Linked DNA regions of Mus musculus: regions 1, 3 and 4 are each linked to region 2. The links are chromatin contacts, called in public HiChIP or PLAC-seq and promoter capture Hi-C maps. All regions are on one chromosome and are shown on one strand. Each heading gives the region's core, a stretch centred on a gene start, on an enhancer-like site or on the middle of the called end of the contact. The rest is flanking DNA. Distances are from core to core; before and after follow the strand shown. Region 1 overlaps Sh3pxd2b (SH3 and PX domains 2B). Region 2 holds the start of Stk10 (serine/threonine kinase 10). Region 3 holds the start of Hbq1a (hemoglobin, theta 1A). Region 4 overlaps Fbxw11 (F-box and WD-40 domain protein 11).

Region 1 (6,182 bases), core at 732-3,231, 170 kb before region 2:
ACCAAAGACTCTCAGAAAACACGTTGTGATTCATAACAGCAGCAAAGTTATAGTTATGAAAGTAGCAACACAATAATTCTATGGTTGGGCGTCACCAAAACATGAGGAACGGTGTTAAAGGATCGCAGAGTCAGGAAGGTTGGTCTGTGAGTTCTAATAATGGCTGCCAGTCAGGGCACTGGATAGTTGAGTTCTCCCAAAGAATGCCCAAGTCCTCTCAGACAGCGCTGGGATGAAGCTGCAGTGCAGCCTCTATGTCTCAGGGATGTTGTGCTTCCATTACTGCCCAGAGCAGCCATTAGAGTGAGGCTCTCCACCAGGCTCAGCCCAGGGCTGCATTCTTCTTATTGATTGCCCTTGGCAGCTGAGCTTTTCATTTGACCATTTCAGGAGCCTTGTGACTGTCCAGGCACAGAGTCTGAGAAAGGCCACTGTGATCTTTGACCATGGAGCCATTTGGCCTTTTCCTCTTTCCTCTATTGAATGTCTCCACTGTTCCCAGGCCCTGGCAGGGTGGTAAGACAGACTGGACCCTGCTGCTGGAGGGTCCTGTGAGAGTGAGTTGACAGACATTCACATGGCTTGGGGCTCTCTGATGCTGTGCTGAGATGGTGGCCCTGACACCTAGGGAACCCAGAGAATTGAGGCTGACACAGGCTATCTGTTGAGGCTCCACTGGGAGGGGACTTAGTGACTAAGCATGAGAGGGCGGAGAAGTTATCCCCAGGAGAGACAGTCACATGTGCTCCTGGGGAGGAGGGATGGATGGCTGAGGCCCCTACCATCATGTGACATTCTCTGGTCTTCACAGCCACGTCCCCAGTCGCCACATAGCAGGTCTGTGTGTATCTGCCTTGTGACCAGATGAAGCTAAGTAGCATGTTGGGCAAAAGGCTGAACTTTCCCTTTAGAGTCCTCTCCAGCTCCTTCATGCAGGTGTAACCACAGCCCTCAGCCATCAGCCCCTGCCTTACAGTCTGCTGAGTGGACAAAGTGCAGCCGGGAGGGACCTAGCCTCAAACTGGAGCATCCTAACTGGTGCAGGGCACTGTGGGCTCTTGTGTCTGGGCCCTGTGCCAGCCATTCACTGAACTGAAAAAAAATGGAAAAGAGAGAGAGAATGAGAGAATGGCCGCCTGCCATCTCCAGCATCTCTATGCAGGATGTTACCAAGAGTCTGGTGATTCCTGCTACTGACTTCAGGACAGGAAGGCTCTGGCCTGCAGAACTGGGAGCCAGGACTTCAGAGCCAGGTGGGCTGGGGTGGAACTAATCTGTCCTCCTCACTGGTTGACCTCAAGTATGTGTGGTTTCCTCCCTACCCTGTCTCACCCCAAGGTGACCCCACTTTCCTGCCAGGTGAACTGTGAGTGCTGGGCCTTGGTGGTGACAGTAAACAGGCCCAGATGCAGGGCAGCGCTTCCTGCATGCACCTCAGCTTGTCTATCTTCACTTCTTCTTAGCACCCAGCCTCCCCTCTGAGCACTCAGAGTTTTCTCCTAGCACTCAGTACTTTCTAATAGTACTCAGTACTCCCTCCTAGCACTTAGCACTCCCTCCTAGCACCCAGAACTGCCCTCTAGCACCCAGCACTCCCTCCTAGCACCCAGAACTGCCCTCTAGCACCCAGCACTCTCTCCTAGCACCCAGCACTACCCTATAGTACCCAGTGTTCCCTCCTAGAATCATGAAACGTGGCAGCATTTCTATCCAGGAGTAAACTGAACGTGTTTTTATTTAAGAGAAACCCACATTTTTCGGCACTTCCTGTGGCAGTCCCACTGTGGGGTGCTGGGAAATCAAACAAACTGCACCGTGTTGCAATTTCAGAAAGAGACTGGAGGTGCTGACCTACATAGGCCAGATGTTGGGCAGACAGCTGGAGAGAGCTGGCAGATCGGAACCAAAGGGAACCCAGGGTCTCCAGGAATCATGTTTCCTATTAGCTCAGGCCCAAATGGGGCCAGCTGCAGCTACCTCACCCCGCTAGTCCTCCATCTGCACTCCGCTGGTGCTGCACCCAGGCTTCTCCCAACCCCACTCTCTTCCTCCTTGCCATCTCTCTCCCTCTCTTTTCCCCCTCTATCCCCACCCCTCCCGTTTCCTCTCTCTCCCACCCTTTCTTTCCACCTGTCACCCCCAACTCTGTTGTTCACGTTGGGCCTCTTGACAAGGATAGCACATGGCCAGATGTAGGAGCCCAAACTGGCTCCTCCCTGGATCTCTCAACTTGGAAACACAGCCAGGGTGGGAGCTTTAAGGGGAATTTGCCTCCATTTTAGAGATGTTTTTGAGACAGGATTTCTGTGTATAGCCCTGACTATCTTGAAACTTGTAGACCAGGCTGGCATCAAACTCAGAGATCCACCTATCTCTGTCTTCCAGATTAAAGTGCTGGCATTAAAGGTGTGGGCTACATCTAAGCCTGGCTAGAAATGATTTTTGATGGCTGAGGTCGGTAAACTCCTTAAATACATCACTCCTAACAGGAAATGGGCTTATTTGGGTCACTTTAAGCTACTTTTTCACATATTATGGAGTACAGCGTGGTGTTTGTGTACATGTTTGTTTTACAATTGAATTGGTCAGTGTGATGTCCATTGCCTTAAATGGTTATCCTTTCCATTTTCACTCATAGTCCTTCCTCTTGCTGTGTTTTGTTTTGTTTTGTTTGTTTGTTATTATTGTTGTTGTTTGGGTTTGGGGTTTTTTTGTTTGTTTGTTTTTTGTTTTTCAAAACAGGGTTTCTCTGTGTAGCCCTGGCTGTCCAGTCCTGAAACTCACTGTCCTGTCCTGAAACTCACTCTGTAAACCAGGCTGGTCTCGAACTCAGAAATCTGCCTGCTTCTGCCTCCCAAGTGCTGGAATTAAAGGCGTGCACCACCACTGCCTGGCTCACTGTTTTAAAATACATGACAACTTACTATTAAGCACAGCCATCCTACCACACAGTAGAAACCCAGACTTCCTCCTCCCGTCTTACTGTTCTACTGACCCTGCACTTCCTTCCCTCTGCCTGGGATGGCTGATGGCTCCCTGGACTAACCATGGTCCATGAGCAGAAGCCATAGCCTCTCAATGATGCTCTTTGTGCCCTCTGCACTGCCCCTTCCCTGGGGTCAAGCACAGCATTCTAGAGGGAAGACTCCAGCCCCAGCCCCTCCCAAGGGGAGCCCTGGCTTCCCGTTCCAACTCTCCTCTCCATAGACTACGTGGCCTTGGACAGATCCTTTCAACTTTCCCTAACCATAAAATAAAGGGTAGCCTAAAGCAGGGATTTCCTGTATTAAGTCTTGGAAGCCCCTACAGTCTGCCAAGAGCTCGGGCCTTGGCTGCAGGTTCCAGGATGGTTACCCATGGCATCATGGACCCACAGTGCTTAACAGTTTAGTCTGCGGGCTGCTGGCTACACCCTTCCTACATATAGAAGAGCTAAAAGCAGCATGTACTATGGAAACCACAGTAGACAGTCCAGAGGCCCACCCAACTTGGCGTCTGCAGGATCTTGGGGCTTCTTGAAGGCCAGTTTCACAGCTGGACTAAGAGTTCTCTAGATTTACACTTCTCTGAGCAAGCCATTGTGTGGAAAGCCCAAAGGTTATCACAGAGAGCTTGTAAGAAAATTCCATGTCATGGAAGTAGAAAGAGCCCACAGCTGAAGTGTAAACCTGAAGACATTGATCTCTGCCTTAGTGTGAGGTCTGGGTCTGCTGACAGAGTCTGGATTGCAGCATGCATTTCACTGTTCAGCTTGCCCTCGTGGCAGACGTTGCTAGTGAATACCAGCACCATCTCTTTGGTGTGTCTTTCTCAAGCCTCCTGTAGGGAAACTGCCTCGGTTCCACTCGGGCCTCTTCTTTAGATCTTTTTTTCAGTCACCCCAAGTCACTGCAGACCACCCACTGGCACAGAAAAGGCAGGGATGTGCTTCTAACTTTAGAAATGCCATCCACTGTGATATGGACCACAGAATTCCAGCTGCAGAGAGAATGGCAGGGAACTCTGGGAACTCAGGGCCAACCTCATTCTCAGCTCTCCGGACACCATCAGAGTTTTTCTGTGTCTACAGATTGCCTTGCTGTATATTCTTAACCCAGCCTGGCTCCTCAAGTGCACTCACTTAGACAATTGGGCTGCTTTTAAAGGGAAACTGTAGCCGTCTACCATAAATGGAAAAACAGTTACACTTGCTAGAAATAGGACTAAGAAACTCCTGACCAGTGTGGCCTGCTCTGAGATTGTTGGTTCTTCCTGATAGGAGACCAGAAAGTGCTAGAAAATAATCTGAGGAAGGTCAATAAGCTTCCACCTCTGGCCCCCTGCATCCCCCCAGTGTGGTGACTGTCCTGAGACCAGCATGGTGGCCTCACCCAGTCATTGCTGTCAGCCTGGAGTTTGAGCCAGGCCCAGAACCTCCTAGAAAATTCAGCAACAGATCTGCTATTGGAAGCTGCCCCTGAGCCTCCAAAGAACAACTCCACATGTTTGCCGTTCAGTTGATGAAACTCTAAGAGCACATCACTGTGTGGGCCAAGCAGCAGCTGCCAGCCATCTCAGGCTGCTCTGGGGAACGGCCCATCCATGTGCTGCAGCTAGGTGCAGGACTGTAAGCTGATGGGCAAGCATGTCTGTTCATGACCCCAGCCTCTGGGGCCCCACAGGAGATGGCTTGACTATCTCTGTCCTAATGCTTACTTTTGCTAGGGCCCTGCTCTGATTTCCCAAGGGGCTACAAGCTGGATGCTGGCTTTAGTCTTTATTCTTGGAAGAACAAACCATTTGGTGTGGGACATTGGAAATGGGCCTAGGTTCCTACATGTTCTGTGGGGAGTCCTGCAAGGACTTGGGGCTCACAGCCCAGGTGTAGACTTGGCAAGGGTGGTAAGGGCAAAGAATTGAACAACATTCAGAGAACATTTCCTACAAATCCGATCCCTGGGCTGATATTTTATTCAGCATGTGTTTCATTTCTGGAACTTTCCATTGGCTCAGGAGGTAAGAATGACCAGCATCCTTGGCCTGTTTTGCAGAGAACACAAAGGTTCCAGGACAGATGTCACACCTGACCTCATACACTAAGTTCTGGATGCAGAGTGCACAGCTGAATCTACCGAGGTCAATGCTAGAACCTGCCATCCTGTACTTGGCATCCCTGTAGCACTGGCCTCACTTGAACACAGTGGCCTTGGGGACCAATCGAGAAGATGCTAGCCTAGGACTCAAAGCAGAGAGTGCTTGTCAGCCTTCCCAGGAAGTGATGTCTACCCCCCCCCCCCCGCCCCCTACACACACCCCACCCCCAGGCAACACGGGAATCTCTGTCTTGTAGCCATTTAACTTGTGACTTTAAAGCACACTTTGGTTTTGAGTTGTCTCTTTGCCCAGGCCCGGGTTGTTTGGTCAAATACTCTTGTGATGTCACATTGCTATGAAGAAGCCACGGCTTAGGTGGACACAGTGCATTTTCTGCTTACGGTGTTCAACTTAGGGGATTATCAAGATATAACCCATTGTAAATTGGGGAGCATTTGTACAGCATAAAGCATCTGAGAATATGAGAAGGCATTATAAGCAGAATTCTTAGAAATCCCCCATATTCCTAGCTCAGAGTAACCACTGGCGTGTGTGTTTACATGATCATACACACATTTATGTGTAGGTCTGATTCTTTTTTATATTTATGATTCTGTACACTTGATGACATTTATCTGTGGCCCTGATCATCACTGGAGACTGTTGGAGATATTTACAGACATGGGCTTGCCCCAGTGTCAAATTTACAGCATCCAGGAATACATGACATTCTTGGCTAAGGTTGAGCAAAGTGTCATTTAGCTCTTATTTTTGCTTTTGTGTCTGGAACATGTGTCCTTTCCACACCTCTTTTACATTTTGTGCTTTTTGTTGGTGATTTTACGATTTTAAATGGACCCAGGTCTGGGGCTGAGGTACAGCCTGGGACCCTGGGTTAGAAGGCTTACTGGGCCTCATATGTGCACGTGGGTTAGAAAGCTTTGTTTAGGCTTGAGTGATGGAGCACCCTGCCACTGAGTTCAGGGTAAATGAACTGATTATCCATATAAATATGGTGTCTTTAAACATAAGCATAGACAATGAAGTTATATAGTGATCTTATGCTAAAATACTTGAAAACGTGAAGGACCATCCCTAACTGTTCCTCC
Region 2 (5,862 bases), core at 3,180-5,679:
CAAATTGATTTCCAGGGACAGCCAGGAATCCTGTTCTTGAATCCTACACAGAGAATCCTGTTCTTGAAAGCAACAACAACAAGCCAGGTGGTGGTGGCTCACGCCTTTAATCCCAGCACTCAGGAGGCAGAGGCAGGTGGATTTCTGAGTTCGAAGCCAGCCTGGTCTACAAAGTGAGTTCCAGGACAGCCAGGGCTATACAGAGAAACCCTGTCTCGAAAAAGCAAAAAAAAAAAAAAAAAAAAAAAAAAAAAAGAGAGAGAGAGAGAGAACAACAACAAAAATGGGGGGGGGGAGACCGACATCTAAAGAGCTGACTGACTATTTCAATCAGGACCCATTATGCTTCATAAGCCATTTCATCTCTCAAACTTGTAGGTTTCTTTTTCTTATACTTTGTGTTTTAAAACTTTATTGGTTATGGTGTGAAAGTGTATATACACAGGTGTGTGCACCATGGCTGTGGGCCTTCTCCAGCTCACAACACTCCTTTTGTATATGGTTATCTGTATGCATACATATGCACATAGATGTACACATAGATGTGTGCATACACACTGTTCTATCTAACCTTATAAATCATGGGGCCCTCTGATGTTATTACTGATTGGTTAAAACACCAGACAACACCCTGAACTTATGACTTGTGTGTGCCAAGAGTGAAGTAGTCTTGTGAGACAGATCCTTTGGCCTTAGGCTTGGTGAAGAATGGAAAGTCATCTGTAGGAAAGTGTGGCAGGAGGTCAGAAAGGATTTCAGTTGATTCTTAGCATCTCTGTGCCTTTGCTCAGATAGAGGAAGGAGATGGGGACCCATTGAATGAAGGGCAAGAAAGTGACGAATTTTGAGGTCAGATGTCCTCAACTCCATCATTTCCATATGTCAGCTTTATTCATAATAACCAAATGGATAAATCCCAAACCCAGCTGTCTGTCCCTCAATGGTTGATGGACAGTGTATTAATGTAGAATATGGGCGAGCCATGGATTCATTCAACATGATGAATATCAGAAATGTGTTGAGTTAAAAGAAGCTAAGCACAAGCCACTGTGTGGTTCGTGGCTGAGCACTTGCCTAGCATGAGCAAGGGTCTGGCATTAATCTCCAGCGCTGGAAAGATAAATTTGAAAGGAGAGGGTATGGGAGTTGCCTGGAGAGGCAATGGAGATGTTTCTCTATCCTGACTGTGGGACAACCCAGTCCTGGCAAAACTCCCTAACAGAGAATCTTAAGGGAGAACATTCCTGCTGATAGAAATGAAACCTCAAAGAACTTGATTCGTGTTCTTTTGAGACAGGCTTTCACTATGTAACTCTGGCTGGTCTGGAAGTTGATATATAGGGCAGGTTGGCCTTGAACTCAGAGAGTCACTTGCCTCTGGTTCCTGAATGCTGGGATCAAAGATATGTGCCACCATGCCTGCCCTAAATTGAATTTTCCCCCCTTAAGTGTTTTTGCTTGCATGTATTTCTGTGCACTACCCTCATGCAGTGCCTTGGAAGGTCAGAAGAGGGCTTCAGGTCACATGAAACTGGAGTGACAGATGACCTTGCACTGCCACCTGGGTACTGGGAATTGAATCTTCCTCTGGAAGAGCAACCATTGAGGAGACATCACTCCAGCACTTTAAGTTGATTTTTTTTTGGGGGGGGGGGGTGTTCGAGACAGGGTTTCTCTGTATAGCCCTGGTTGTCCTGGAATTCACTTTGTAGACCAGGCTGGCCTTGAACTCAGAAATCTGCCTGCCTCTGCCTCCCAAGTGCTGGGATCAAAGGCATACGCCACCATCGCCAGGCGAGGGGAAAAACTTTTTTAAGTTAAAAACTTTGGCTCACCTTGGGGGTGTAGTTCCATCACAGAGCATGTTTCCTCTGTACAAGAACCTGGGCTCAACCCTCAGTAGCAGGGAAACACCATACTCATATAAACATAAAAGCAGCCCAGATCACATCAATAGTACACAAAGATAACATGTTTAAAAAGTGAGGTGGCTCAGCAGAGCCTGGAGGTCTGAGTTAATAATTCTGAGTTAATCCTGAGGACCCACATGGTGGCAGGAATGAACCAATTTCTGTAAGTGGTCCTCAGACCTCAACATGTGAACCCATACACTGGAAAAAACACACACACTCACACAGAAATAAACAATAAAATTCCTAGATGCAAAAAGACAGGAAATTTATTGTTTTTTAATGGCCAAGGAAAGAACAGAATGGTAGGAAGATGCTGTAGGGCCCCAATTTGACCTTTAATTCCCAGCATTAGGGAGGCAGGGGCAGGAGGAGTTCTGTGAGGCCAGCCTCAAGTAACAGGACAGCCAGGACTACATAGAGTAACCCTGTCTCAAACAAAATATCGCTCCCCTTCCACTCCTGCCAAATCCAATAACACAAAAAAGTGGTCAGCATCTCAAAGACACTGAAAGGCTGTAATAAAACTGCAAACTTAGACTCTTTCATTGAGATAAACACATCAAAGGCACTATTTATCGATCTTACTCTTTTTTGGTGGTGGTGGTGTTTTTTTTTGTTGTTGTTGTTGTTGGTGGTGGTTTTTTGGTTTTTTGTTTTGTTTTGTTTTGTTTTGAGGCAGGGTTTCTCTGTGTAGTTCTGGCTGTCCTGGAACTCACTTTGTAGACCAGGCTGGCCTCAAACTCAGAAATCCGCCTGCCTCTGCCTCCCAAATGCTGGGATTAAAGGCATGCGCCACCATGCCCAGCTTGATCTTACTAATTTCTATTTTAAGTTGTTCCAGAAAGTAGGGTGGGGGGAAGGCACAGCCCTTCATTCACTAGATTAGTGTGAGGCTCTGTAGCCAGAGACAGTTGAGGAAAGAAACCCCGATTTAACAGAAGTTTCAAAGCAGCTTTGGTTCTGTTGAGCCTCCTTTTAACTCCAGCTACATAAGTTACACGCCCCCCACCCAAACACCTTACAAAACAAAAGTCACTCGTGATTTGGGGCAAGTTTCCGGAGTTGTGGAACTGTCCCTTTACGCCCCCACCCCCACCCCCTGCCACTGAGACCCAGCATTTTCACCACCAGAGTGAGATTCCTCATGGCTCTTTCCAGTCAGTCCCCGTGTCTGGGAGCAACTCCACAGCGTTGCCTTTTCTGGACCGGTCATAAAAATGCAGTCATACCTCGTGCGATCTTTGGGTCTGGCTTCTTTCATGTAGCAGGACATTTTTAACGGACCTTTCCATTTTTATCCTTACTTTGTTTTCTTTTGGAACTCCTGGAAATGGTTAGCGCATTCTGACCCTCTGTCCACCCGGTATAGCTGCACAGACTTCAGCAGGTCCCGCTCAACCGAGTGACAGATGTACACTTTGGCTGGTCCACAGGCTGACTCAACAAGAACAGTTTTGCATGACATTTTCTTCTTTTAATTATAAATTTTCCCCGCACTCATTTTGTGGTGGGAACAATTGGAACTGGAGCAACTTTTATTCCGGACGTCCTTAGCACACACAACCCTCTCCGCGCCTAGTATTCACTCTCCAGCCGGCTTTTCGAATGGGGGAACAGCATTTGGCGCGAGACTCTAGGGATATTTTCGAAGAGTCCGGACGAAGGGGACCAACAATTAAAACGCTTTCTCGAGTTAAGAGTGCCCGAGTGTGAGACACTCTTGTTCAGGATGGGAGGGTCTCCAGCATAGATTCTGCAGCTGCCCAGCCCCCAGCACAATCACTAGAACCCACGTTCTGATACCAAGCAAAGACGCTGTGCAAGATGCGGGACGCCCGCAGCCAAGGTAGAGAGGGATGAGGACCAGGATATAGGAGCACCATCCCAGAGATGACTCCGCTTTTATCTCTAATGGGGCTTTTTAATTCGCAAAATAACTAGAAAGTTTTACTTAATAAGGAATATATTTGCTAACCTACCATGAAGCCTAAAGGTCCTAAAGGGACTCTCGTTTCATGTCCAGCGTCCCGGCCGTTTGTGGCTGGCGGAGGCGGGGAAAGTCCGGATGGGCGTAAGCGCGGGGCTCTGCTTTCTGCGGGGCTCAGAGGCAGCACGAGACCTGCCTAGGAAGTGTGGCGAAAGCCACCTGGGACCGCGTGAACTTTGAGGCAAAGAGCACCGAGGACTGGGGTGAGTCCCGGGGCGAGGGGTGCGGGCATCTCGCGCGGGAAGCTGGCGAACCAAGCCTCAGCGGGAGAGTTCTGTGCGCTGATGCACCCACTCGGCACCGACGGCGGTTGAAAGACACCAGCTGAACCCCGGAGGTTTGGGGTTCCGGGAGGCGCAGCGGGCCCAGGGGCCGGCCACCCGGCGGACTACAGTCTCCAGAGTGCCCCGCGGCGCGGGCGGAGCCGCGAGCTCCCGCAGCCAATTGAGGGGTCTCGGGGCGCCGCAGAGCAGGTGGAGCCGGCGGGGACAGGCGCGCGCGCGGGTGCCGGGCGTCCTGCAGGCGGGTCTAGGAGGGGGCGGGGCGGGGCGGGCGGGCCGCGGTTCCTGCAGCTCCCTGTGGCCGCTGGCGCACTCGGCGGGTGCTGCGCTGCGAGGAGGGCGGCTCTCCGAAGCCGCGGGTCCTGTCGTCGCGCTCCTCATCCAGCATGGCTTTCGCCAATTTCCGCCGCATCTTGCGGTTATCCACCTTCGAGAAGAGAAAGTCCCGTGAATATGAGCACGTCCGCCGGGACCTGGACCCCAACGATGTATGGGAGATCGTGGGCGAGCTGGGAGACGGCGCCTTCGGCAAAGTCTACAAGGTGAGAGTTCCGATTGCTGAGCCTACCAGGTCCTGCGAGCCCCTGACCCCCACTCCCACCCCCCGCACAGCTGCTTCTGAGCACTTCCTGTGTGCCCTGTACAGGGCACAAAGGGACGTTTGTAGGATCGAGGCATCCCAGGGGGCTACCGGAGGCATCCCCAGGATCACGGTGATAGGGACACATCTTTTAAAGAGGGACTATACCGATGTTGTGGGAATATTCAGGCTCTGGGCTGTGCCTGCAAGGGTTGGGAGTTGAGGACACTTCTGAAGATGAGCCTACGATCGGTACTGGGGAGGTCAGAAGGGCCCTGGAGTAAGTGAGGACAGGCTTGGGATTAGAAGGCTCAACGGAAAGCGAGGACAGGGTCCTGTGAATGCAGCTGCAGGGCACAGATTTGGCTTCTAGTCGCCTGAGTCACCAGAGGCTCCCTGTCTGCAGTTACCTCTCCCCTGGAGGAAGACAGGCTGAGGAGGAGTGGGTGGGGCATAGATGATTCCATATAGACACGTGTGCAGACGGACAGCTCCTGGGGTTTGGTCCTCTGAGCCAATTCTGAGTGCCTGGGTTGTTGTTCAAAGTACCTAACTCATCTTGACTCCACCCTTTCTCATTTCCTCCTCCTCAACACCCTCCCCCTCCCCCGGCTTCCCCAACCAGGCTGCTCAGGCTGGTCTCCCAGATCTACTTGCCTCAGTCTCTGGAGTAGCTTGGACTGTAGGTTTGGCCACTACAGCATAGCATCCCCTACTTTTATTGGGAGACTCCCATAGTTCAGCTGTCTTAGCTGCCCTCCAAAGCCATATGTCATTGTCCTTGGGGCTTTGGTAGTTAGAGGCCTCACTGACCCTTTCAGGATGCTGGACCCCAGAAAGGGCTTTTCCAGTTCCCCAAGTCGGGCCATGCTCCCTTTGACTTGAAATTGATATGCTAGCGTTGGTCTGCTTCTCGCCCCAGAAGTGTGCTCCCTAGGAAAGATGCTATAGCATCCTTGGGAAGCTTGTAAGGAACTAAGACTCTCAGCTGGGCGTGGTGGTGCACACCTTCAATTCCTGCAGAGGCAGGCAGATCTGAGTCTGAGGCTAGCCTAATCTACAGAGTGAGTCCAGGACAGCCAGGGCCACACAGAAAAAAAC
Region 3 (6,328 bases), core at 2,902-5,401, 230 kb before region 2:
GGATTCCAGGCCAGCCTGGAAACTAGAGCAAGACCTGCTCACATAAAAAGAGGAAAAGGAGAAAGAGGGAAAAGACAAGAAAGGAGGAGCCAGGGGAGGAGACAGTGGACAAAGAGGAAGAGAGAGGAAAGAGGGGAGAAAAGAGAGAAAGAGAGTGTCTCTATGGGGTGCTAGCATCTTATCCTTCTTTATCTCATATCCAGGGGCTGGGGCTGAGGCCAGAAAGGAAAGTGTGAAACAGGGACCCAGAGGGAGAGGTGGGGGGATGGGCGCTGCTCAGTTTGGTTTGAGGGACTTGCTTCTCTGACCAAGGTAGGAGGATACTAACTTCTTCCCAAACTGCCATCACTGGAGACGTAGTAAGGGGTAAGAAGTGTGTCCGGGCAACTGATAAGGATTCCCTGCACCCAGGGGAAGCACAACCCAGCCCCAGAATCTCAGGGGCCCTAACAAGTTTTACTGGGTAGAGCAAGCACAAACCAGCCAATGAGAACTGCTCCAAGGGCGTGTCCACCCTGCCTGGAGGACACGCCCTTGGAGGGCATATAAGTGCTACTTGCTGCAGGTCCAAGACACTTCTGATTCTGACAGACTCAGGAAGAAACCATGGTGCTCTCTGGGGAAGACAAAAGCAACATCAAGGCTGCCTGGGGGAAGATTGGTGGCCATGGTGCTGAATATGGAGCTGAAGCCCTGGAAAGGTGAGAACAGGACCTTGATCTGTAAGGATCACAGGATCCAATATGGACCTGGCACTCGCTCAGTGGGCAGCTTCTAACTATGCTTTTCTGTGACCTCAACTTCTCTTCTCTCCTTCTCCCAGGATGTTTGCTAGCTTCCCCACCACCAAGACCTACTTCCCTCACTTTGATGTAAGCCACGGCTCTGCCCAGGTCAAGGGTCACGGCAAGAAGGTCGCCGATGCTCTGGCCAATGCTGCAGGCCACCTCGATGACCTGCCCGGTGCCCTGTCTGCTCTGAGCGACCTGCATGCCCACAAGCTGCGTGTGGATCCCGTCAACTTCAAGGTATGCGCTGGGACCTGGCAGGCGGCATCTGGGACCCCTAGGAAGGGCTTGGGGGTCCTCGTGCCCAAGGCAGGGAACATAGTGGTCCCAGGAAGGGGAGCAGAGGCATCAGGGTGTCCACTTTGTCTCCGCAGCTCCTGAGCCACTGCCTGCTGGTGACCTTGGCTAGCCACCACCCTGCCGATTTCACCCCCGCGGTGCATGCCTCTCTGGATAAATTCCTTGCCTCTGTGAGCACCGTGCTGACCTCCAAGTACCGTTAAGCTGCCTTCTGCGGGGCTTGCCTTCTGGCCATGCCCTTCTTCTCTCCCTTGCACCTGTACCTCTTGGTCTTTGAATAAAGCCTGAGTAGGAAGAAGCCTGCATGCCTGGTTCTCTGCGTCTGCAAAGGTGTCATGTTTAGTGTGGGGACGCTTCTAGCTCATTTAGCCATGGGGCAGTAAAGACAAGGTTCAGAGCAAAAAGCATAATTGGATGCCTACACACACACATATGTCTTCTGAGTCTGGGCAGCAGTCCCTCCCAAGCCCTCCACTGACAGCCATGTGTCTTCTCCTTGAGCCAAAGAAGCCAAAGATCGTCTTTGGAGGGTCCTTATCACAGGCCCTCTCAGGGAGTGAACTCCTTAATGTCGCTGGTACTCCAGTGTGGGATCTACTAGAAAAACAGTGAAAAATAGACATCACATGAGCATGTGGGTAGGCAATGGGTAACTCATATAAAAATGCCTGCTCTTGTCCTCTTTCTTCCTTCCTTCCTTTCATCCTTCCTTCCTTCCTCCCTCCCTCCCTCCCTCCCTCCCTCCCTCCCTCCCTCTCTCTCTCTCTCTCTCTCTCTCTCTTTCTTTCTTTCTTTCTTTCTTTCTTTCTCCTTTCTTTCTTTCTTTCTTTCTCCTTTCTCTCTTTCTTTCTTCTCTTCTCTCTCTCTCTCTCTCTCTCTCTCTCTCTGTCTCTCTCTCTCTCTCTCTTTCTTCCATTTTTTCTTTCAGATAAGGCTTCATGTAGCACAGTCTGGCCTCAAAAACTTTTATATAGATAAGGATGCCCTGAAACTCTTGATCCTCTTGTTTCTACCCCATGAGTGCTGGGTTTTTGATATGTGCCTTCATGTCCAGTTTATGCATTGCTTGGGAACTGAACTAAGGCTAGTATATGTACTTACATACATACATACATACATACATACACAAGCATTCTACTAACTGAGGTACATTTGTACCCCTACATGAGAATATTCTTCAGCTATTTAGAGCAAAGTGTAAATTTTTTATACAATGTGTCTGATCCTTAAAAAAAAAAAAGTCAAGTGGAAGAAACCAACAGAACAAATGTCACACAGTGCATAGCTTCATGTTTGTAAAATATCAAAACTGGGGGAATCTGTAGCGACAGTATGTAGCCTCCTGGTTGACAGAGCCTTTTGGTGGAGGTTGGATGGTTACAGGTAGTGGGCTAGAGGTTTTATTTCAGTTAGTAAAAGTTCTGAAAATGCATAGTAGTGAAGACTGCACAAGCTTGTGGATGAAGGTGATGTCATTGAGGTGTACAAATCCAGGATTGCTATAATGCACAGGGCTTTGTTCCACATAGTTCTAGTTCCAGAACTTGGGAGCCTGAACATAGTCACACACACACACACACAAGAATAGAATCTTTTTAAAAAATACTTATTTATTTATTACATGTAAGTACACTGTAGCTGTCTTTAGACACCCCAGAAGAGGGCATCAGATATCATTGCAGATGATTGTGAGCCACCATGTGGTTGCTTGGATTTGAACTCATGACCTTTGAAAGAACAGTCAGTGCTCTTAACCAATGAGCCATCTCTCCAGCTCTCCCTCCCCCTTTTTAAAGAACAGAATCTTTAGTGTACTGATGTTATACTCACCAAGAGTGTTTCGTAGATTCTTGCTGTCATCACTGAAATATATAATACGCACTCTTAAGTTCATTGTCCCAAAAGGAATTTTCCCTATGACCCAGGCATATAATATTTTTCATCTACTTAATTCTCACAGCTCTGATAAGAATATATTTTTGAAACAGACTTAGATTTTATTTATTTGAAGAATTATTTATTCATTTTAACTATGTAAGTACACTGTAGCAGTTTTCAGACAAACCAGAAGAGGGCATCAGATAGTTTTGAGCCACCATGTAATTCTTGGTAATTGAACCCAGGACCTCTGGATGAGCAGTCCCATCTTCTTAACCACTGAGCCATCTCTCCAGCCCCCACAGTTGGAATGTATTAAAGGGGATTTTTATCTGAAGTGGTTTAGGCAGAGTCAGGGTCTCATTATGTAGCACTGCTGGCCTGGAGTTCCATATGTAGGCCAGGATGGTCCTGAACTCACAGACATCCTTTTACATCTGCCTCCAAGTGCTAAGATTAACCTGTACCTGTGCCACAAGACCCAGATTAAAAGGGATTTTTAATGTAGATTTAAATTTCCTTCATTTTATTTCACACGTGTGGGTGTTTGGGCTGCATGGATATCTGTGCATCTCTTGTATGACTGTGGAAGACAGAAGAGGGCTTGGATCTACCTGACCTGAATTTACAGGCAAATGTGAGCAGGCATGTTTGTGCTGTGAACCAAAGCCAGGTACTCTGGGAGAGCAGTTAGTACTCTCAACTGCTGAGCCATTTCTCCATCCCCTTTAAATGTAGATTTAACTATGATATTTAACGAAAGGAGACGTGCTCCGGGAGAGAGAGAGAGAGAGAGAGAGAGAGAGAGAGAGAGAGAGAGAGAGAGAGAGAGAGAGAGAGAGAGAGAGAGAGAGAGAGAGAGAGAGAAGACCAAGTATGGGTATGGGCTCCTGACAAGAGAATTACACTCAGTCCTTTTCAATAATGAATAAGAAAGGAAAATCTGTGAAGTTTCCGAAGGACTCGGGAAGCAGGACGAGCTGACAGTGCCATATGGACACTAAAATCCATTGTAATCGATAGTACATATTAGATGCCAATGTGCATGTAGTAAACACTTTAAAATGAAAGGCTTGGAGAGGGAGCCCAGGGAAACAGAGGGCTCAAAGCTGAACCAGAATCTGTGAACACCTAGGCATCCTGGAACGATGCAGCGCCCCCTGGCGGCCTCTTGTGTTTCAGGACATCTTTGAGCTCAGCCAGGGGGCAGAGCGCAAGGCTCAGTTCATTGAAGATGGCTCGGTCCCAGGATGATCAGTGGCTGGTCCTTGCGCTCTGGAAGAAGATGGGCAGCAATGTCGGAATCTACACGACCGAGGCCTTGGAGAGGTACGCCCTCGGGTTCATCTTCCAACGGACTGCGGGGCGAAGACGGGCTCTCTGTACCTCCGGGTCCGGCTGAGCCCAACCCTGTTTTCCTATAGGACCTTCGTGGCTTTCCCCTCCACCAAAACCTACTTCCCACACTTGGACCTGAGGCCAGGCTCTAGCCAGGTTAAAGCCCATGCCCAAAAGGTGGCCGATGCACTGACTCTCGCTACCCAGCACCTGGACGACCTGCCTGCTTCTCTGTCTGCTCTCAGTGATCTACATGCGCACAAGCTCTGTGTGGACCCTGCTAACTTCCAGGTGAGTCCTGTATTGAGCTCTCCCCGGGTTGCTGGAGATGTGGGTCCCTTCAAGGCTTGGTGTAGGGAAGAAATTAATGCAAGGCGGGGCGGTTCTCTTTCTTCAGTTCTTCAGCTGCTGTCTGCTGGTGACTCTCGCCAGGCACTATCCTGGAGACTTCAGCGGCGAAAAAGATGCATGTCTCCTTGGACACGTGTCTGGGTCATGTGACTTTTGCACTGGACTTCAAGTAATGCTGAATTGAGGAAGCAGGGCAGCTTATTCTCCAGTCATGCCCTTCCTAAAGCTTACAATGTTTGAGTAAACTTCCCCAGGGCTGCATTGCCTCTGTGCATGTGTGCCTGGTGTGTGATGCTGCTGTACATTTGAGCCTGGTGTGTCATGCCTCGGTGTATGTATGATAGGTGTTTGATAATGCTGTACATGTGTGCCTGATGTGTGATGCTGCTGTACATGTGTTCTTTGGTTGTGATGCCACTTTTTATTTATGATTAGTGTGTGATGCTTCTGTCCATGTATGCCTGGTGTGTGATGTGTCCGTACATGTGTATATGTGTGCCTGGTGTGTGATACCGCTGTACATGTGTACCTGATATATGATGCCACTGTACATGTGTAACTTGTATGTGATGCTTCTGTAATGTGTGCCTGGTGTGGTATGCCGCTGTACATGTGAATATGGTGTGTGATGCCAATTTACAGGTTTTCCTAGTTGTGATGTCACTGTATATGTGTGACTGGTGTGTGATGCTAATATACATGTGTGCTTGGCATGTAGTGCTATTGTACATGTGTGTCTGGTGTGTGTGGCTGCTGTACATGTGAGCCTGATGTATGATACTGCTGTACATGTGTTTATGGGGTTTTATGCCACTGTATAATATGACTGGTATATGATACCTCTATACATGTGTGCCTGGTGTGTGATGCCTTTGTACATGTGTGTCTGGTGTATGATGCTGCTGTACATGTTTTCTTGCAATTTGATGCCAGTGTATATTTATGATTGGTGGCTGATACCCTTGTGCACATGTACCTGGTGTGTGATTCCACTGTACAATTGTACATGTGTACATGTGCACCTCCTGTTTGATGCTGCTGTACATGTGTGCCTGGTGGGTGATGCCAATGTACTTGTGTGCCTGGTGTGTGATACTGCTGTACATGTGTTCTTGCCTTTGAATGCCACTGTACGTTTATGACTGGTGTGTGGTACCATTGTACATGTTTACCTGGAGTATGATGCTGCTGTACATGTGTACATATGTGCCTAGTGTGTGGTGCTGCTGTACATGTATACCTGGTGTGTGATGCCTCTGTATATGTATGACAGGTGTGTCCCCAAATGCCAAGGTCAGCACAGGTAAGTATAGGCTGATGGACAAGCTGAAGGAGAATATTGGGTTATACCACCTGATTCAGGCATAACCAGACTTTTCTTTGGGAACCATGGGTTGAATTCAAGTGAGGTCTTCTGCTGAGGTCTGAGATGGGTCTGTCCTAGCAATGCCACTAGGATGTTAAGAATGAAGGAGACCCATGGCTGGACCTTACTCAGGCATCCTATAGAAAGCATACACCAGCATTTACGGGTATCCAGGACCCTCATGAATCCGAATCTGACTCTACATCCTTCTACACATGAAGAGGGTTTACACCTGCTCTAGATGGCTCATCCTTTATCTGGCTCTTATCTACTCAATGCAAATGTGGAGGAGACAGTGGCCTGGGGT
Region 4 (6,591 bases), core at 3,403-5,902, 190 kb after region 2:
GGGAAAAGGACATAGATTTTATTTTAACTTGTAACTGTCTCAGGAGTCTGCTGTGCTGTGGCCATTAGGGAAAGGATGCCAGTCTTTGATTGTATGTAAGGTTATTCAAGTAAACTGGAGAGCAGTGGTGCCACATAGCCTCAGGGTGGAGCTTGGGTCTTAGATCTAGTCCAGGATAGAATTGGTATATGAAAGGCTTGGGAACTGCCATCAGCAGTGTGGCCTGTCATTCTGAGACATTTGTAAAGCATGCCTGCTGCCTCCTTCCTCCAACTGAAATGTCAGGCGTGGGCGCCCAGTACATGTGGGTCAGAAAGAATTCCTTGTGTGTCGTTTTGTGTTGATACTCTCACAGCCAGTGATTCTTGTCCATGCTCTGGAGAGAAGGAAATGGAGGCAACAACTGCTGCTAACTGAGGCAGAGTTGTTTCAGTGTTTGCTTTGTGTCGTAGAACCAACAGTGCATGATGAACTTGAGACATAGAATTTGAACATTCTGTGCTTGGGGATGAGTTGTGTTTTCTGTAGCTACAGTGGACACACCTAGAAGTACAAGAAGGTTTATAACAGATGGTGACAGTGCAGCCCATGGTGATCTTCCATGGCACAGCTCAGGCAGAGCTGTATCTTGAGTGAATTTCTTTTCAAGGCCCTTGCATTTTTCTCTTACTTATATATGCTGTGTACATGTGTGCGTTTGCGTGCATGCATGTGTGTGTCTCTGTGTGTGTATACCACAACACGCCAGACTCTTATGGAGGTAAGAGGACAACTTTGGGAGTTGGTTATCTCCTTCCAGGCTCCTTTCCCAAAGTCCTGAAGTAAGCAAGCGCGTTGCTTTTGAGGGTTCTTGCCCATCTGCTCAGAATAGAAAATAGTTCTCTCTCAGAGGGAGATGGAGAGATTGACATGAACACTTTTACTTTTTAAGATTTACTTATCTTATGTATATGAGGACACTGTAGCTGTCTTCAGACACACCAGAATAGGGCATAGGATCCCATTACAACATGGTTGTGAGCCACCATGTGGTTGTTGGGATTTGAACTCAGGACCTCTGGAAGAGCAGTCAGTGCTCTTAACCACTGAGCCATCTCTCCCGATGCGTACACTTTTAATTCTTCACATGCCTTCAAAAATGGGTCAGTCTTACCTTTTGGCTCCCGTGGCTATCAAGAGTTGATGGTGGAGTGTGGTTAATTGCTCATGTTCATAAATATGAGCAACAAGCACAGGTTTTGAAGCAAGAAGTCTTGAGTTTCCATCCTGGCTTCACCACAGAGAATAGCACAAGAGCTTGTGCCGTGGCTTTAACTTTGGAGACCCATTGACCTGTAAAGGTTTGGTAGAAAAATGGGGATGGGGTTCTGAAAATTCTGAGGACAGAGCTGTCCCAGACAGCTCTCATGGCAAGAACAGCTGCTGCCGGCTATACCTGTTTATGAGCCTTTCCACGCCTTGCTCTTGCGTGTTGTACCGGCCTCAGGTTTACTTAGTTTTTACTTTAAAAGAAGGGCTGGTCTGTCTTCTGCCCTACCCATTCCTTTCATTGCTTTCCTGTTTTATAGAGCAAGGCTTAGATCACATAGCAGAAAACATTCTCTCCTACCTGGATGCCAGGTCTCTGTGTGCAGCAGAGCTGGTGTGTAAAGAATGGCAGCGAGTGATCTCAGAAGGGATGCTTTGGAAGAAGCTGATTGAGAGGATGGTGCGCACCGACCCTCTCTGGAAGGGACTCTCAGAAAGAAGAGGCTGGTAAGTCTGGGGCCTTGTTTGGAGAAAGTTTCCTTGATGCACTGTCAGCTTGATTACTCAGGGCAAATATTTGTGAATGTGTCAGTCTATTTAAACAAGGAAGATATTGATAGGTTAAAGCTGTTTGAATTTCCCCTTCTGACATGGATTTGTTATTATAAAGCTTTTAATACCTCATATAGGTGATATATTCATCTTTTTAAATCTATAAATTTATGCTTTTTCCCATCACAAAAAGGTAAGGAAAAAATGTGAGCGTTGGAGCTAGAGAGATCCCTCAGTAGATAAGAACATTGGCTCTTCGTTCAGAGGATCTCGGTTCAGTTCCCAGCAACTACCTGGTAGTTTACAATATTCTGGTGCTCCATTTCCAGAGGATCTGATGCCCTCTTCTGGCCTCCACAGGCACCAGGCACACATGTGGTACACAGACATATATACAAGCAAACCCCATACATAAAACAAATTTTAAAGGAAAATATGAGAGTCTAGTAATGTTACTTATTTGTTTTTGATTGCTAGGAATTGAACCAACTGCTCTGTCACAGAGCTATTCCAGCAGCCTGTGTTATGTCATTTCTGTTTTTATTACTGCTCATGGGGAAGAATGAAAACACAACATAGGGTTTTCTAGGAAAGCCTGTGAGCTTAACGCAGTTTGATAGTCCTGTGCATTGATAGCATAGAGAAAGTTACAGACAGAGGCACAAGACTGGGAAGATGGAGGGTGAGGCTGCATTTTTTGTGATGGGAGGAAGTCTAATGTGAGGTAAGACAATTCACAAGCTTCATTAGCACTTACTCTTCATGTGGGCGCAGTATAACATAGACCACAACACGAGCAAGGCACAGTCCTCAGGAAGAAGGGCTGAGTGTGGCTAATAGGCATGAGGAATTTTGAAAAGTGATAGAACGCTAATTGTTCTCCTGATGCTAACTCTAGCAAGGATTTTTCATTTTTCATAGTGAATAAAACCATAAAAATATATTTGATAGTGAAAGAATAAAATCCAGTGTGAAGGTTCACAGCTTCAAAATGCCTATTGTAATTTTTAAGAGGTTCATTAAAATGTATATACTTGCAACTGTTCATTTCAGTGTGTTCTGTTTTTTATTTGCAAGATTTTACTAACAAAGTTTATAGGGGGAAGAAAGCTCTAAAGTGAGAGTTTAATTATTTGTGTGACAGTACTCAGAAAATAAAAGACCAGCATCGTGCCAGAACTAGATTGTCTCTACCATGGAAACTACAGTTTATTAGAAACCCTCCTTTTGAACTGTTAACACTCAGTGCAAGAAAAAGACACAAAACACGGGCTGTCCTTATAAGCATGCTTAAATAAAATCCCTACTTTTATGTGCAAAAATGTAACATCTGTTTGTTTTCATTTGCCAGGGATCAGTACCTGTTTAAAAACAGACCTACAGATGGCCCTCCCAACTCATTTTATAGATCATTATACCCAAAGATTATCCAGGACATAGAGGTAACTGTTTACTTAATTGTCTCACACCCTTGGGAGCTTATTCTCAACTTTTTATATTGTTTAAGTCCTTTTGTTCTAAACTCATGGAACTCATACTTTTTAAAAGTTGAGTTTTGGAAATAAATGTCACAGTGTGTAATCTATAGCTGTTCTTCAGAGCTGATCACACCTTTTTATAGAAATACAACCTTTTTAAAACACGAAATGCTTCTGTAAGGCTGCCAGTTGATTAAAACCTTTATCCAAGATAAACTATATTCTAATTTGATAAATTTTCCACAATCCAAGGCCCAGTGTTTTAGGTAAACATACTTTTATATTTTTGAACCATCTCTGTAGAAGGCATGCATGTACTCTCCTCTTAAGTCATGCATAATTTTTCATAAAAATGGCTCAGGTTATTCTAAGCCATTTATGAAATGGGCTTTGTGAAGTAGGTTATGCTTTGGGGCCGTTGTGAAGTTTAGTGTAACTTAGTGACCAGCAGAGCTCTGTGCTTTTGCTAAGAGATGTTAGCTGTGCTTGATATTGTCAGTGTGCTCTCATTCACTTTTATTATTCAGCCCTTTGCCTTAAACCAGGATAGACACACGCACAGGTACTTCTCATAACTCTTTCACATATGTTCTTGTCTGTTACTGGTTTCTCCACTGTTTCCTCTTTGGCAGAAAAGTTGAGCTTTCGCTGGCCAGAGCTGTATCGCCCATAAAGTTACAGCCAATTTCCAAACTGTGAAGTAATCCTCTTCCCCAGGTGATGAACATAAAAGTTACTGTGCCAAAATTTGTTAATGGAGAAACATGCCTTTGTCGAATTCAACCCCCACCCCTTCTCAGGCAGATGTGAACTAATGGATGCATCCCATTAATGGTTCATCTGTGTGTGACCGGATATCATTATTTAAAAAGAGGAAACTCTTGTCTTGAGTGTATGCTCTCTAAACGACTTAAAAACTAATCTTTTAGGGAGGGCTCAATAATTTTAAACCATTGCTACATAAAGTTTAAGAATTAATTGACCTATTGTTCAAAACTTGGACTAATGTCCTGCAGTGCTTAGTGGGTGACATAGAGCAGACTGTCATTACAGGTTAGGGTTTGTGCATTTCAGAAGGGAAGAGGCTGCACCAAGGGTCAGTGCACCAAGACAGTGTGTATATGCACATCTTGGAAATGCCCTTCTGTTCTTTGGCAGGGGTAACTGCTGAGAGACTCTCCTACTTTCCATGAGTGGTCTCAAGAAAGCATTCCTTCTGAGGGGATGTTGTTTAAAGCTGTTCATTAATAAACAGGAACTGGGGAGAACCTTTATCAGATTGAGGTTTGGTGATGTAGATTATTTAGTCATCATGACTACCGTTATAATTGACAGTATGACAGCACTTACCATAACCATTTCCTCAGGCTGAAAAAATACTTTAGAGTTAGCAAAGGAGGCAGATGTGATGGGAAATGGAGCCATGAGGAAACACTGTTTGACACAAAAACCTCTGCATCACGGTGGTCTTCCCCATGGTTCTTAAAGTGTGGTTTGGGAAAACCCACTGCCTGGCCACAGAGTCTCCTCCAAATTTTTGTGGCTAAGTTTCTTAGTATGAAGGATGACGCTTATACTTCAGTGTACTCACTAATAGTAATAGTGACAGAAATGGTGTACCACTAATAGGACACTTACTTGTACCAGATACTTTGTTTAGTAGTTTATAGCATACCTTCTCATTCGATAGTCTAGACACTCTGAAAAGTAGGTCAAGTCCACATTGAAAAATCTAAGAAACATAGGCTGATAAGGTAAACTGTTACCCTGGATCACAGTGAGTGGCACAGCCCATAACCAACCACATACTCTCATGGTCACGTTATCGAGTGGTACAGTCTGCAGCCACCCACATATTCTAACAAACGTATTCTAAATTCTGAGTGGTAGAGCCTACAACCAGCCACATACACTCTGGCTCATCATACAAGACCTTTGCAGTATGGCTCAGTGGCACTACCTCTGAACAGAGCTTCACTCTGTTTTAGGAGTGTGCTGTGTTCTGTCAGGGCAGGCATAAACGTGGAAATTCTTTCCTCTGTGACATCTGTGAGGCACACAGATGAGCTTGTCCATATGACTGCTGTGAAAGTATCACCATTTCCAAAGTAGAAAGTCGAGGAAGTGAAGGAGAAAGGCATGCTTTATTCCTGTAGACTTGTCTTCCTCTGAGTATGTGGACACTCAGCGCCTTGACTGTTCAGACGAGATCCCGGGCCTTGCTTTAGCTCTGTTAGGGAAAAGGTAGCACTGAAGGTTCTTAAGCACACTGCCCGAGATAAAGGAACACGAGAGAGTGTCCTGGCCTCCCTGGCCTGCACGCAGCTCCGTCTGTTCTACACCCCACAGATCGGCTCCTCCTCGATCCCACTCTTGTTCCCCTCTGCTCGCCTTGACAGCTTGCTGACTCCTCAAGTACAACGCTCTCAGCTTGGGCTATCATGAGCACAGAGGAAGACGTTCCTCTCCCAACTTTGCCTTCCACATGGAGCCACCAGAAATTGGCTGTATTTTAAGGAAAAAATGGACAACCTGGTTTTGTGTGGCTAGTTCCTGCTGTTCAGAAAATGGGGACGTGAGAATCAGAGTCTGTGGAGAATAGTTCACATTCTTCACTTTCTGAAAAGGTTCCTCTCTCCTGGGTGTTCTTGCCACACAGAGGGTTTGCAGGCCTCTAAATTGAAAAGGAACTCCTGGCAAACCTGAGGCATGTCCCGCCAAGAGGGCAGCCACACTTTCCTAGAGTCCTTGTCAGTGTGTTTTCAGGGGAGCTCACTGTCCACTCACCACAAGGGACTTGGTTAGGTGGCCTCCAGGCTCTGTCCACCCTGCACTCCCAGATGCCTCTGCAGATGGAAGGGTATTGCTCTTACAAGCAAACTAATGTCCTGATCTAGGATTTTTCTTTTCTGTCATTCCAGAGTAGTGACTCTGTCTATTTACCGGGTAAGTGGCTTTGAAGGACTCCACTTGGAGCTGGCCATGGGGAAAATGACGGTGTGTTGTATCACACCTTTTAATAAACCACATTTCATTCAGGGAAAGTGGAAAGCTTTTTTTGTGGTTTGCAAACTTGATATTAACATTGTCCCAACTAGAAAATGCTGAAACTTGCCCACCCACTCAGTTATGTTTAGGCTTCTAAAAATAATGTTATTTCTCCATACTCAGACATCTGTTTTCACTCTATTGCCAATTTAAATGCCGCTGTATACTCTGTATATCATGGCTACTTTCCCAGTGTTTTGAGATTCTGCGAAGGGTAAGGCGATTTTACAAGTCCTCTACTGAATGAAAACCTCTACAGTAGCTG

Evidence for each region. Promoter capture Hi-C pulls out the DNA fragments that hold promoters and counts their contacts. HiChIP or PLAC-seq counts read pairs in DNA pulled down with a chosen protein or histone mark.
Region 1: an H3K27ac HiChIP or PLAC-seq map of double positive thymocytes shows a contact between it and region 2, with 5 read pairs. The contact joins the enhancer-like site here to the promoter of Stk10 in region 2. A contact is called at or near these places in 3 of 484 Hi-C or Micro-C datasets (embryonic stem cells, muscle stem cells and uterus), 1 of 115 datasets of contacts at active chromatin or transcription factors (double positive thymocytes) and 3 of 9 other capture datasets (adipose tissue, liver and pancreatic islet).
Region 3: a promoter capture Hi-C map of the 3T3-L1 cell line shows a contact between it and region 2, with 2.6 times the contacts expected there. The contact joins the promoter of Hbq1a here to the promoter of Stk10 in region 2. A contact is called at or near these places in 2 of 39 promoter capture datasets (both in the 3T3-L1 cell line).
Region 4: a contact with region 2 is called in a promoter capture Hi-C map of the HPC-7 cell line. The contact joins the enhancer-like site here to the promoter of Stk10 in region 2. A contact is called at or near these places in 6 of 39 promoter capture datasets (the C10 cell line, the HPC-7 cell line, hippocampal neurons and 3 more), 13 of 484 Hi-C or Micro-C datasets (B cells, the Ba/F3 cell line, CD4 T cells and 10 more), 1 of 115 datasets of contacts at active chromatin or transcription factors (CD8 T cells) and 4 of 9 other capture datasets (adipose tissue, liver, macrophages and 1 more).

Annotation. Positions count from the first base shown.
Region 1 is chr11:32,362,705-32,368,886 of GRCm38.p6, forward strand. All of the region lies in intron 1 of Sh3pxd2b (SH3 and PX domains 2B), which reads left to right. Among named protein-coding and RNA genes, the nearest start is that of Sh3pxd2b, 18 kb to the left of the region's middle. Within about 2 kb of position 1,982, at least 133 of the 459 cell types and tissues checked have an H3K27ac peak or open chromatin away from gene starts, as enhancers often do. A contact at or near this core is called in adipose tissue, double positive thymocytes, muscle stem cells and 1 more, where this site is marked.
Region 2 is chr11:32,528,837-32,534,698 of GRCm38.p6, forward strand. Stk10 (serine/threonine kinase 10) reads left to right here and starts at 4,430. Exons shown (of 19, transcript NM_009288.2): 1 at 4,430-4,723. The coding sequence starts at 4,568. It also overlaps a transcript of Efcab9 not described here.
Region 3 is chr11:32,295,918-32,302,245 of GRCm38.p6, forward strand. Hbq1a (hemoglobin, theta 1A) reads left to right here and starts at 4,152. Exons shown (of 3, transcript NM_175000.2): 1 at 4,152-4,295; 2 at 4,391-4,595; 3 at 4,702-4,956. The coding sequence starts at 4,201. The coding sequence ends at 4,839. It overlaps Hba-a2 (hemoglobin alpha, adult chain 2), which reads left to right and starts at 575. Exons shown (of 3, transcript NM_001083955.1): 1 at 575-701; 2 at 824-1,028; 3 at 1,163-1,393. The coding sequence starts at 607. The coding sequence ends at 1,291.
Region 4 is chr11:32,718,904-32,725,494 of GRCm38.p6, forward strand. Fbxw11 (F-box and WD-40 domain protein 11) reads left to right here. Exons shown (of 13, transcript NM_001271347.1): 4 at 1,569-1,755; 5 at 3,152-3,242. Among named protein-coding and RNA genes, the nearest start is that of Gm35723, 60 kb to the right of the region's middle. Within about 2 kb of position 4,653, at least 8 of the 459 cell types and tissues checked have an H3K27ac peak or open chromatin away from gene starts, as enhancers often do. A contact at or near this core is called in the HPC-7 cell line and group 2 innate lymphoid cells, where this site is marked.